Linked DNA regions of Rattus norvegicus: region 1 is linked to region 2. A link is a contact called in public Hi-C data. All regions are on one chromosome and are shown on one strand. Each heading gives the region's core, a stretch centred on a gene start, on an enhancer-like site or on the middle of the called end of the contact. The rest is flanking DNA. Distances are from core to core; before and after follow the strand shown. Region 1 holds the start of Shroom1 (shroom family member 1). Region 2 holds the start of Hspa4 (heat shock protein family A (Hsp70) member 4).

Region 1 (4,724 bases), core at 1,776-4,275, 170 kb before region 2:
TCTTCCAGAGGTCCTGAGTTCAATTCCCAGCAACCACATGGTGGCTCACAACCATCTGGAATGGGATCCCATGCCCTCTTCTGGAATGCGTGGTATACGCATACATACATAAAAATAAATAGATAAAAAGTCAGATTCAGAGTCTGGACAGATGGCTCAACAGTTAAGAGCACTGCTTGCTCTTACCATGGACCTAGCTTTGGTTCCCAGCACCCACCACAACCAACTGTGACTCCAGTTCCAGATGACCTAATGCCCTCTGAAGGCTATTGTATGTGTGTGCTTGACCACATACACATACACTAGAGTAAATACTTTTGAAAAGTCAGATGCTATAGTGCACATCAGTAATCTCAGCCTACCTACAGTGAGGGAGGTAGAAACGAGAGTCAGCTGGAAGACGGGAACCAGCAAGCTTCAAATACACTATGTAGCAGCAGAAACAAGAGAGACCTTGTATCATTGTGATGGTTTTGTATTTGCTTGGCCCAGGGAGTAACACTATTAGAAGGTGTGGGTCAATTGGAGTAGGTGTGGCCCTGATGGAGTAGGTGTGTCACTGGGGCTGTGGGCTTTAAGACCCTACTCCTAGCTGTCTGGAATTAAGTCTTCCACTAGCAGCCTTCAGATGTAGAACTCTCAGCTCCTCCTGCACCATGCTTGCCTGTATGCTGCCATGTTCCCGCCTTGATGATAAAGGACTGAACCTCTGAACCTGTAAGCCAGCCCCTATAAATGTCCCTGTAAGAGTTGCCTTGGTCACAGTGTCTGTTCACAGCAGTAAAACCCTCACTGAGACACTCACCCAGGTGGAAGGTGACAATGGATTCCTGACGTTCCCCTCTGGTGTCCATAACACACTGTGACACCCATGCTCACACTAACACTTGCATACACATTAAATAAAGTCATGAATGAAAATACCGATTTATAATGAACCATTAAATCTGTACATGTATCGTTTTCTTATTGCCCCTAACTTATCTATGGGATACTATTGCACTGGGTTTCTGTCCATGCAGAATTCCCATATTGTGCCTTTTTGTAGGACCTGCTGTACCACCAGGGCCTTGGAGCCTCCACACAGACAACACAGAATGTTCACATTTGTCCCCAGAGCAGGGACTGCAGCATAGAGTCTGCTAGAAAAACGGACTGGGATCCTGGGGATGGAGGAAGGTACTTGTTACCTAACAAAGGAATAAGGGGGCTCAGGACTCAGAACCAGGGCTCTTGAGGGTGGGAACACCAGCCCTGGGGGATGAAGGTGGCATGGACCTAGAGTGAAGGTGGACCCAGGCAAGCAACCGCTTGGACTTCAGTCAAGCTTTGTTGGGGAATTCGATGAAGACAGTTTTCAGTGGACAAAAACACACCAAGGTGATGCCTGTAAGTCTGGGTCAGGGGACAGGAGAGGTATAGGAGAAAAGACAAGTTCAAAGCTAATCTGGAATGAAACTGTCCTCTTAAGGGCCACCTCCCATCTGTCTTCCTGTGAGGGCCTGTGCAGGCCTCTCCTTGCCTCCAGCCTTCCCTCAGTACCTGGAGGGACTGTAACTGCACTCCCTGACTCTCCTAGAGTCAGAGGTTCAGGGTTCCCGTTCAGACCTTAAATCCTAGCATTCCAGGCTAGGTCCGATGGGTGAGCTTTCTGGCAAACTCCTTGGTTATCTTACCTATTCCCCAAAGGTATGGGTGACAGTGCACCCCTCTGCGACATCTGTTCTACAATGTAGTGGCTGGTTATACAGTCTCTGCTGGCCTTGAGCAGACCCTGGTGAGACCCAACTTCCAGGAGGGGTAGAAAAAGCAGCGTGTGACTGACACATGGATATGGATGGTCACTGCCACGGGCAGAGCACATACCTGGTGCTTCAAATTCTAAGCAAAGTGAAAAAGAGGATTGGAGCTAAGCCCTGGGGACCACAAGGGGCAGCAGAACCACACCAAGAGGTGAGGAAAGGGGCGCTTGGGACACTAGGAGAGAGGGTGGCCTCTGATCAGCGTATTTCTAGGCCTTTTCTGTGGAGTTCATGATCCGGGAAGATCGGGGATTGGGAGGGACCTAGATTCTCCAGCTCAAGAATAGAGGGTCGCCAGGCGGACGGCACTGCGTACGCTGAGTCCCTGCCACAGCTGGGCCACCTGGACAGCTCTGTCCCCTGCCAGGCCCGGCCGGAGAGTAAAGGTGCGCAGGGGCCCGACTCCACTGGCGCAGCCTGTCTGGACTCCCGGTCGAAAGGTCCAGACAGAAGGACGGTCAGGCTGCTACGCGGCCACCGCTGTCGCCAACCCGACCCTCCCGTCCGTGTCTCCCTCCTGGGAAGCGGATCTGTGGACCGCGTGCTGTGTGCCCCCTCACCCGGTCCCGCTGCGTCGTACCTGTGGCTCCAGCCCGAGACGCGCTCCAGGGTTCCGGCGATCACCCAGTGACATCCGAGCCCCGGGCTCCAGCTCCCGACGCCACCTCCAGTCCCCGGCCGCCGCAGGGGAGGCGCCACCTCCGGCCGAGGAGGGGCGGGAGTCTCGAGTGGTGGCGGGGCTCTGGGAGCCGCGCCCCTTCCTCTTGTGATTCTGTACGTGGTCCCAGTCCCGGGTCCTGGACCTCTAACCACTGCAGAGAACTCAAGCCCCAGGGCGATCGCACTCGCTCCAAGCGAGCAGGCAAGAATTTAGGACCAACAGGCTCCTCGGTGCAGAGGTCAAACCCGCCCCGGAGCAACAAAGGCTCACCCTTTTTTTTTTTTTTTTAATCTTAAAATAAAGTTACATTTATTTATTTACTTACTTATTTGGTAAATAAGTAATGGGGGAAGCTCCCTTGTGGAGGAGTGGGTTCTTTACTTCCACCCTGTGGAGGACTGGGATCCAACTCAGGAGATCTGGTTTGGTGAGATGAACCTTTATCCACTGGACCATCTCTCCTGGCCGGTTCTCTGAAACTCCACCGAGAAAACAGATGCGCCTGGAGTTCCTGTCTCCTGTCTTCCCTCTGAGTGTGCTTCGGAAGGCTGGCTACCTGATCAACTCGCTCTTCAGACCCACACTTCCAAAACCATGCCACCTACTGGACTCCTTCCACAGTAACTCCTCTTCGTCTTTGTCTCCTTCTTTCTCATAGCTCCCTCCATACCTGTGAATATATGCGCTCGCATCTGCTTCTGCTGGGGCTAGAGCAGTTGGCTAGAGGTGGCCCAGTGATTTAGACCACACGATGCTTTTGCAGAGGACCTAAGTAGGACTCCAGTGTGGTGGCTCACAATCATTTATAACTCTAATCCTAGGGGATCCAACACCCTCCTCTGACCTCTGAAGGCACCAGGCACGCACATGGTGCACAGACACACATAAATAAAAAATTTAAGAATATGAAAGAATGTTCCGTCGCTGGGCAGTGGTGGCACATACCTTTAATCCCAACACTTGGAGGTAGAGGCAGGCAGATCTCTGTGAGTTCGAGGCCAGCTTGGTCTACAGAATGAGTTTCAGGACAGCCAGGGCTACACAGAGAAATCTTGTCTCAGAGGGGAAAAAAAGTGATCTGTCTTCACCTGCCACTATGCTGTCTGTTGTTGAACTTTCCAAAGTCTGTGAGTACCCATCGTAGGAACTGAGAGGCAGAACTCCATCAGAGAGTCAGGGCCTGGGCCTAGAGGTCTCTATTTCCCTGGGTCTTCTAGGGATAGAGGAGACAGCCAAGGAGCCTGACTCCTGAGACACCCCCTACCCTGCCCTGTTCCACTTTTCTTCTGTGAGGAGGAAAAGCCGACTCCAAGGCCTAGAAGCTGGCCTACCAATGCCAGTTAGATGTTGGTGATGCCAGGTGCTGAGCCAACATTCACGGGAGGCCTCGGCTTCCTCATGAACACAAACTTCTGCACAAGGCATACACGGGTCATTCTGTGGCGGTGATGATCAGGGCACAAGCAGGTCTGCAATCAGATTGGACACAGACAAAATACAAACACAGTCCACACTTTGAGAATGAGCCAGTGTTTCCATCTGGGATAGTCAATGAGTCTTCTCAAGTAGCTGCTTTTGCAACTAGTTTCTCTCTCCCTCCCCCCCTTCTCCCTCCCCTCCCCCTCCCCTCTCCCTCCCCTCCTCCTCCCCCTCCCCTCCCCCTTCTCTCTCATTTGTATATGGTAGACTGGAGAGATGACTGAATGGATGGTTGAGAGTACTTACTGCCCCAATAGAGGTCCTAGGTTTGGTTCCCAGCTTTCATGTGACAGCTCACTACTGTCTGTAACTCTAGATCCAGGCCAGCCTGGGCTATGTAAGGAGACTTTGTCTCATAAAAAAATGAGAATCTAGATGGCTCTCCTCTTTGGTGGCTCTATGCTTTCTGAGACTTTGGGAGAGTTCTTCTCCAGAGTCCCCTGTATGGCCAGACTTATAAAGGGTTGGAGTCACAGAGCTTGCTCACCATGAGGCTGGTGGGTGGGTGATGGAGCAATGGGTCAGTGGGTAAAGTGCTTGCCACTCAAGCATGAGGAGCTAAGTTTGGGTCTGCAGCACCTAAGTAAAAAGCTAGCTGTCGAAAAAAAAGAACCAAAAAAAAAAAAAAAGCTAGCTGTCGGGCTGGAGAGATAGCTCAGTGGTTAAGAGCACTGTCTGTTCTTCCAGGGGTCTGGAGTTCAAATCCCAGCAACCACATGGTGGCTCACAACCATCTGTAATGGGATCTGATGCCTTCTTCTGGTGTGTCTGAAGATAGCAAC
Region 2 (4,800 bases), core at 840-3,339:
CCTCTACCTTGGCCTTTTTCTTTGGTGGAAAGCCTTCCTCATTGCCACCATTTTATGCCAATGACTCTTAGTGTTAGGCCAGGATGGATCGAGGTGACGTGGAAATAAAAGGGAAGACTAACCCCTTACAGGGTCAGAATCATATCTTAATCAAAATAACTGAAGGACAGATTTTCCTCCCTGGGAGAGGAGAGTGTGTCGGGGCTCTGGGGATTTGGGATTTTGTAGGGCAGCGGAGGGAACTTTTGGCTGGGAAGACTTTTCTGCTTTCCCATACTCCTGCATCTTGGTGGGGTCGTTCTATGTTGGCATCTCTGTCGGAAGTTCAGTCATGTTGATCCCTGGTCTGGAGCCTTCTTGCTCCTGACTACCAGAAGGGAGTTTCTCAGGTGCTGAACCCTTTAGGCTATTAACCCTCACTCATTACCTTTTACTAGAATCCTTTTACTCCCTCCTGATAGGGATAAACCAGGGTTTGTGCCTGTGCACCCCTGTGTGGAAATGATGTGAGGCTGGCCATGCGCTGCACAGAGGCTTGAGGAGAGAAGATATCCTCTGTTGCACCCTGATGTAAGTTTTGGAGGCAGGGTCTCTCTCTGAAACTGTAGCTCTAGTTTTTGGACTAGGCTGGTAGTCAGGGAGCCCCTCCAGTTAACTTCTTGTCTTTGTCCTGCTTAGGGTCTAGATTATAGGTGTGGTGGGATTCAAACTCCAGACTTTATTGTTTCACAGCAAATATTAACTGTGGGCCATCTCTCCAGCACAGTTTATTTATTTATTTATTTATTTATTTATTTATTTATTTTAAAGATTTATTTATTTATTTTGTATATGAGTACACTGTAGCTGTCTTCAGACACACCAGAAGGGGACATCAGATCCCATTACAGATGGTTGTGAGCCACCATGTGGTTGCTGGGATTTGAACTCAGGACCTCTGGAAGAGCAGTCGGTGCTCTTAACCACTGAGCCATCTCTCCAGCCCTCCAGCACAGTTTATTGTGTTGAAGCTTACACTGTTAGGCACCTTTTAAAAAGAGGGTACAGATAAGCGAAATTTGAAAATTCTGACAATTTTGAGGTGTTGGGGATCCAATCTGAGGTCTTGAGCCTGCAAGTATTCTAGCACTGTATTATATATCCCCAGCCACAAAACAGCTGGAAACTGGGAGACTCAGGATTTTCCTTCTGTAATCTGTGTGGGTAGATTATCAGAAATGCTTTGAAGCTGGCCTCCTCTCCAACTCTCAGCAACTGGCTCAATCCGGCGTCGCTGTAGTTTCAGATTCTTTAGCCTAAAGCAGATATCGTGGGGGGCAGGGCTGTAATCCCAGCACTAAGGACAAAAACAAGTGCTTTAGAATTTCAAGGTCATCCGTGGAAACTGCATGAGATTTTGCCACCTCCCCACCTACTCTATATAATAATATATGTATTAGCATCAAGTAAACTTGACACTGGTCTTAGACCTTCCACTCCACGGAACATGTTATCTGGACCCTTGTGTCCAGCTCAGGGACATCTATGACTGAAAGGTCTCTTCTCTGACCTAGGGACGTGAATTAGGTTGAAGAGTGGATTCCTCTTTTCTTCGTTAGCGTTTGTTTTTAACACTGAGTTTTACGTAGAACCAAGCTGAAACAGAGGACTCTTAGCAACTGCAGAATTAACTCAGTTCACAGTGGGCCCTTATAAAAACTGCGGAGGGCTTGCGAAGTCACTGCCGGAAGTTCCTCCGCGGTGACGAGGACGGCGGAAGTGGGCTCGATGCAGCTTTCTGAAGTATTGTCTCACTCCCGCTCTCCTTACTTCTGGATGGGCGGCGCACTACAGTTCAGCGCGGCTGTAGGGGCTTCTCCGCGCAGGCTCAGTTGACAACTTCGCGTCGGACAGCTTTCGTCCGCCCACTTCCTTTCCCGTTTCCTGTGCTAGGATGTGACGCAATACTTTGTCAAACGGGAGGAGCCTCAGGAGGAAAAGCGTCTGAGCTGGGATCTCGCGAGAATATTTCGTTCCAGCGCAATTCTCGCGCTGCAGCCTTGCTCCTGTCGCAACGAGAGCCTTCGAGATCTTCTCCGCCCCCACTACCGGCGCCTCTTCTGCGGCCGTGGAGCCGGAGCCGGCCTGAGCGGTAGAGGCCCGTCTTTTTCAAGGACCCAAGCATCCTCGTGGACGGTCGTCCGGCTTCGCCCGCCCAGCCGCGGTGCTCCATCAGCCCACGCGGCGCGCCCTCTCCACGCGCCAACCCCGTCGGGTTCCGTGTGCAGTGTCGGCGGCCGGCCCTGGGCCCGAGCCCGAGCAGTAGCCGGCGCCATGTCGGTGGTGGGCATAGACCTGGGCTTTCAGAGCTGCTATGTCGCTGTGGCCCGCGCCGGCGGCATTGAGACGATCGCTAATGAGTATAGCGACCGCTGCACGCCGTAAGTGTGGGTTTGGATGGTGGGGTCGCCTCGCTTTCCAGTGGAGGGTCCGCAGGAGACCCCCGCCGAGTGCCGGGTCGCCCGCGGCTGCCACCTGCTTCGGAGCCTGGGCCTGCGCCAGGCACGAGGCCTTTCGCGCGGTCCAAACGAAGGCTTTGAGCCGGTAGTCTGATCGGCGGAGGACACGAGTAGGAAGTGAAAGGGAAGGCGGGCCTGAGACCGTAGGATGGACCGCTCTCACCTCTTTTTTTTGGGGGGGGGGTGTCGGGGGTTAGCTCTGAAACTGGGCGCAGGGCTTGTTGAGCTAGTTGAATCCAGTAGAGGTTCGAACTCTGCACACCGCGAACATTTAATAAAAGTTAACTTGCAGATTTTGGTCTCGGGACTGGGAAGCGGTCTGAGTCCCACGTGAGTGGGGGCGGGGTGGCGCCCGGAAGATGCGGAGAATGAGTACCCATGGCTCACGCCCTTTTTCCCAGCAGCTCGCAATTGGGGTGACCAGGATACATAACGAGATTTAATAAAGCCGATGCTTTTCTTGATAGCGTTTTAACTCCCTCCATTCGTTTTTGGATATTGAGTTATGTTGGGTAATTCTTCACCCAGGCTGCTCACCTACTCCTTAATAGCATTAGTTTTTCATGCTAATGAATTCCAGCCGGAAGGTTGCCACAATTGTTGATGCATGACTCAAGGACTCACTTTGACTTCTAGAACTTACATGAAGTTACGGGATCGGTGTAGACAAATCGGCAAAAAAGATGACTCACCCAGACCTTGCTGGAGTAAAAGGGAGTCTTACTTTTTAAATATATGTAGTTTTTTCCACATATGTAGCCCAGGATGACCTGAAATTTTTATTTTTTTACTTCTGTCTCCCAGTGTCTGGGATTACAGGTGTGTTAAAATTTTTTTTTTTTTTTTTTTGGTCCGGCGATGGTGGCACAGGCTCTTGGTAGGCAGAGGCAGACCGATTACTGTGAGTTCGAGGCTAGTCTGGTTCACAGAGCAATTCCAGGACAGCCAGGGCTACACAGAAAAGAAAGTCCGGTCTTAAAAAAAGATTTTAATCTACCCAATTCTTTTTTTTTTTTTCTTTTTTTCGGAGCTGGGTACCGAACCCAGGGCCTTGCGCTCCCTAGGCAAGCGCTCTACCGCTGAGCTAAATCCCCAACCTCATCTACCCAATTCTTTAAATAAACTTTGGAAGAAGCTCTCTTGTTTCTGGGTTCACAGTCTCAGGTCATTGTTTTCATCTCGTGCTTTTAACCAACCTTCCACGCAGCTTTTCTGTATCCCAGACTGTATTGAAGTAACTTTGTGTCTGAGAATGAGTCTTACCCATCCTTCCTCCGTCACAATACCCAGTTTTTATACGATGGGGATTGAATTCGGGGCTTCCTGCATACAAAGCAATCTACCAACTAAGCTATTGTTATCCAGTTTTCAAGTTCGGAGTCACAAAGCTCTGGTACCATTATCAAAGTCAATTTTCACCCTCCCTCTCTCCTCCAATTGCCAAGCTCTTTCTCCATTTGTCATTTTTAACTAGGTATTCTGGTTAGTTTTTTTTTTTTTTTTTTCCGGAGCTGGGGACCGAACCCAGGGCCTTGCGCCTCCTAGGTAAGCGCTCTACCACTGAGCTAAATCCCCAACCCCTTTTTGGTTCTTTTTTTTCGGAGCTGGGGACCGAACCCAGGACTTTGCGCTTCCTAGGTAAGCACTCTACCACTGAGCTAAATCCCCAGCCCCTCTGGTTAGTATTTTGACAGAGGTATATGGTACTGTTTTTTGAAAAGTTAAAAATCTTGCTTCTAGGTATTTTAGCATTAATATATTTGATAATGATTCTGCTGGTTCCTGACTTTATCTGTAAAAGATCATCTTTCCAAGGAATTTCAATCTGGCTTCTTGGTCCTCATCTGCTTAGAATTGAACATAGTCGGGCAGAAGAAGCCTGAGGCTTGGGAAACACCGCCCCTCTCCTTCCTTTAGATTGCCTTAACCTGTTCCTCTCTTAGACGGACGGCAGCTGTGGCAGTTTTGCCAGGAGTTTCATCATTTGAAATTTTAGGAGTTGTTTTCTGATGGCAGTTAAATTTGCATAAAGACTGAATAGGTCATTAAGTAGATCCTGTGATTGTGTACTTTGCACATTGACTTATTTTTCCAATGTATTTTCCTTCATCACCTGACTGGGTTTTTTTTTGGTGGGGTGGGGGGCAGGATCTATCTACATAGGTCTGGCTGTTGTAAACTCAGTGCGGACAGTGCTAGGAGTAAAGGTGTGCACCACCACACCCTACTGTAGTTTCTTTTTTGAGACAAGGCCTCACTCTTAGGCTGACTTTGAAGGAACTAAAGAACTGCAGCCTTCAGA

The links. Hi-C and Micro-C count contacts between places; a contact is called where the count stands out from the background.
Region 1: a contact with region 2 is called in a Hi-C map of liver, with 3 times the contacts expected there. The contact joins the promoter of Shroom1 here to the promoter of Hspa4 in region 2. A contact is called at or near these places in 2 of 12 Hi-C or Micro-C datasets (kidney and liver).

The regions. Positions count from the first base shown.
Region 1 is chr10:38,120,272-38,124,995 of GRCr8, reverse strand. It overlaps Shroom1 (shroom family member 1), which reads right to left and starts at 3,025. Exons shown (of 8, transcript XM_006246367.5): 1 at 2,383-3,025. The coding sequence starts at 2,436.
Region 2 is chr10:37,947,124-37,951,923 of GRCr8, reverse strand. It overlaps Hspa4 (heat shock protein family A (Hsp70) member 4), which reads left to right and starts at 2,089. Exons shown (of 19, transcript NM_153629.1): 1 at 2,089-2,420. The coding sequence starts at 2,314.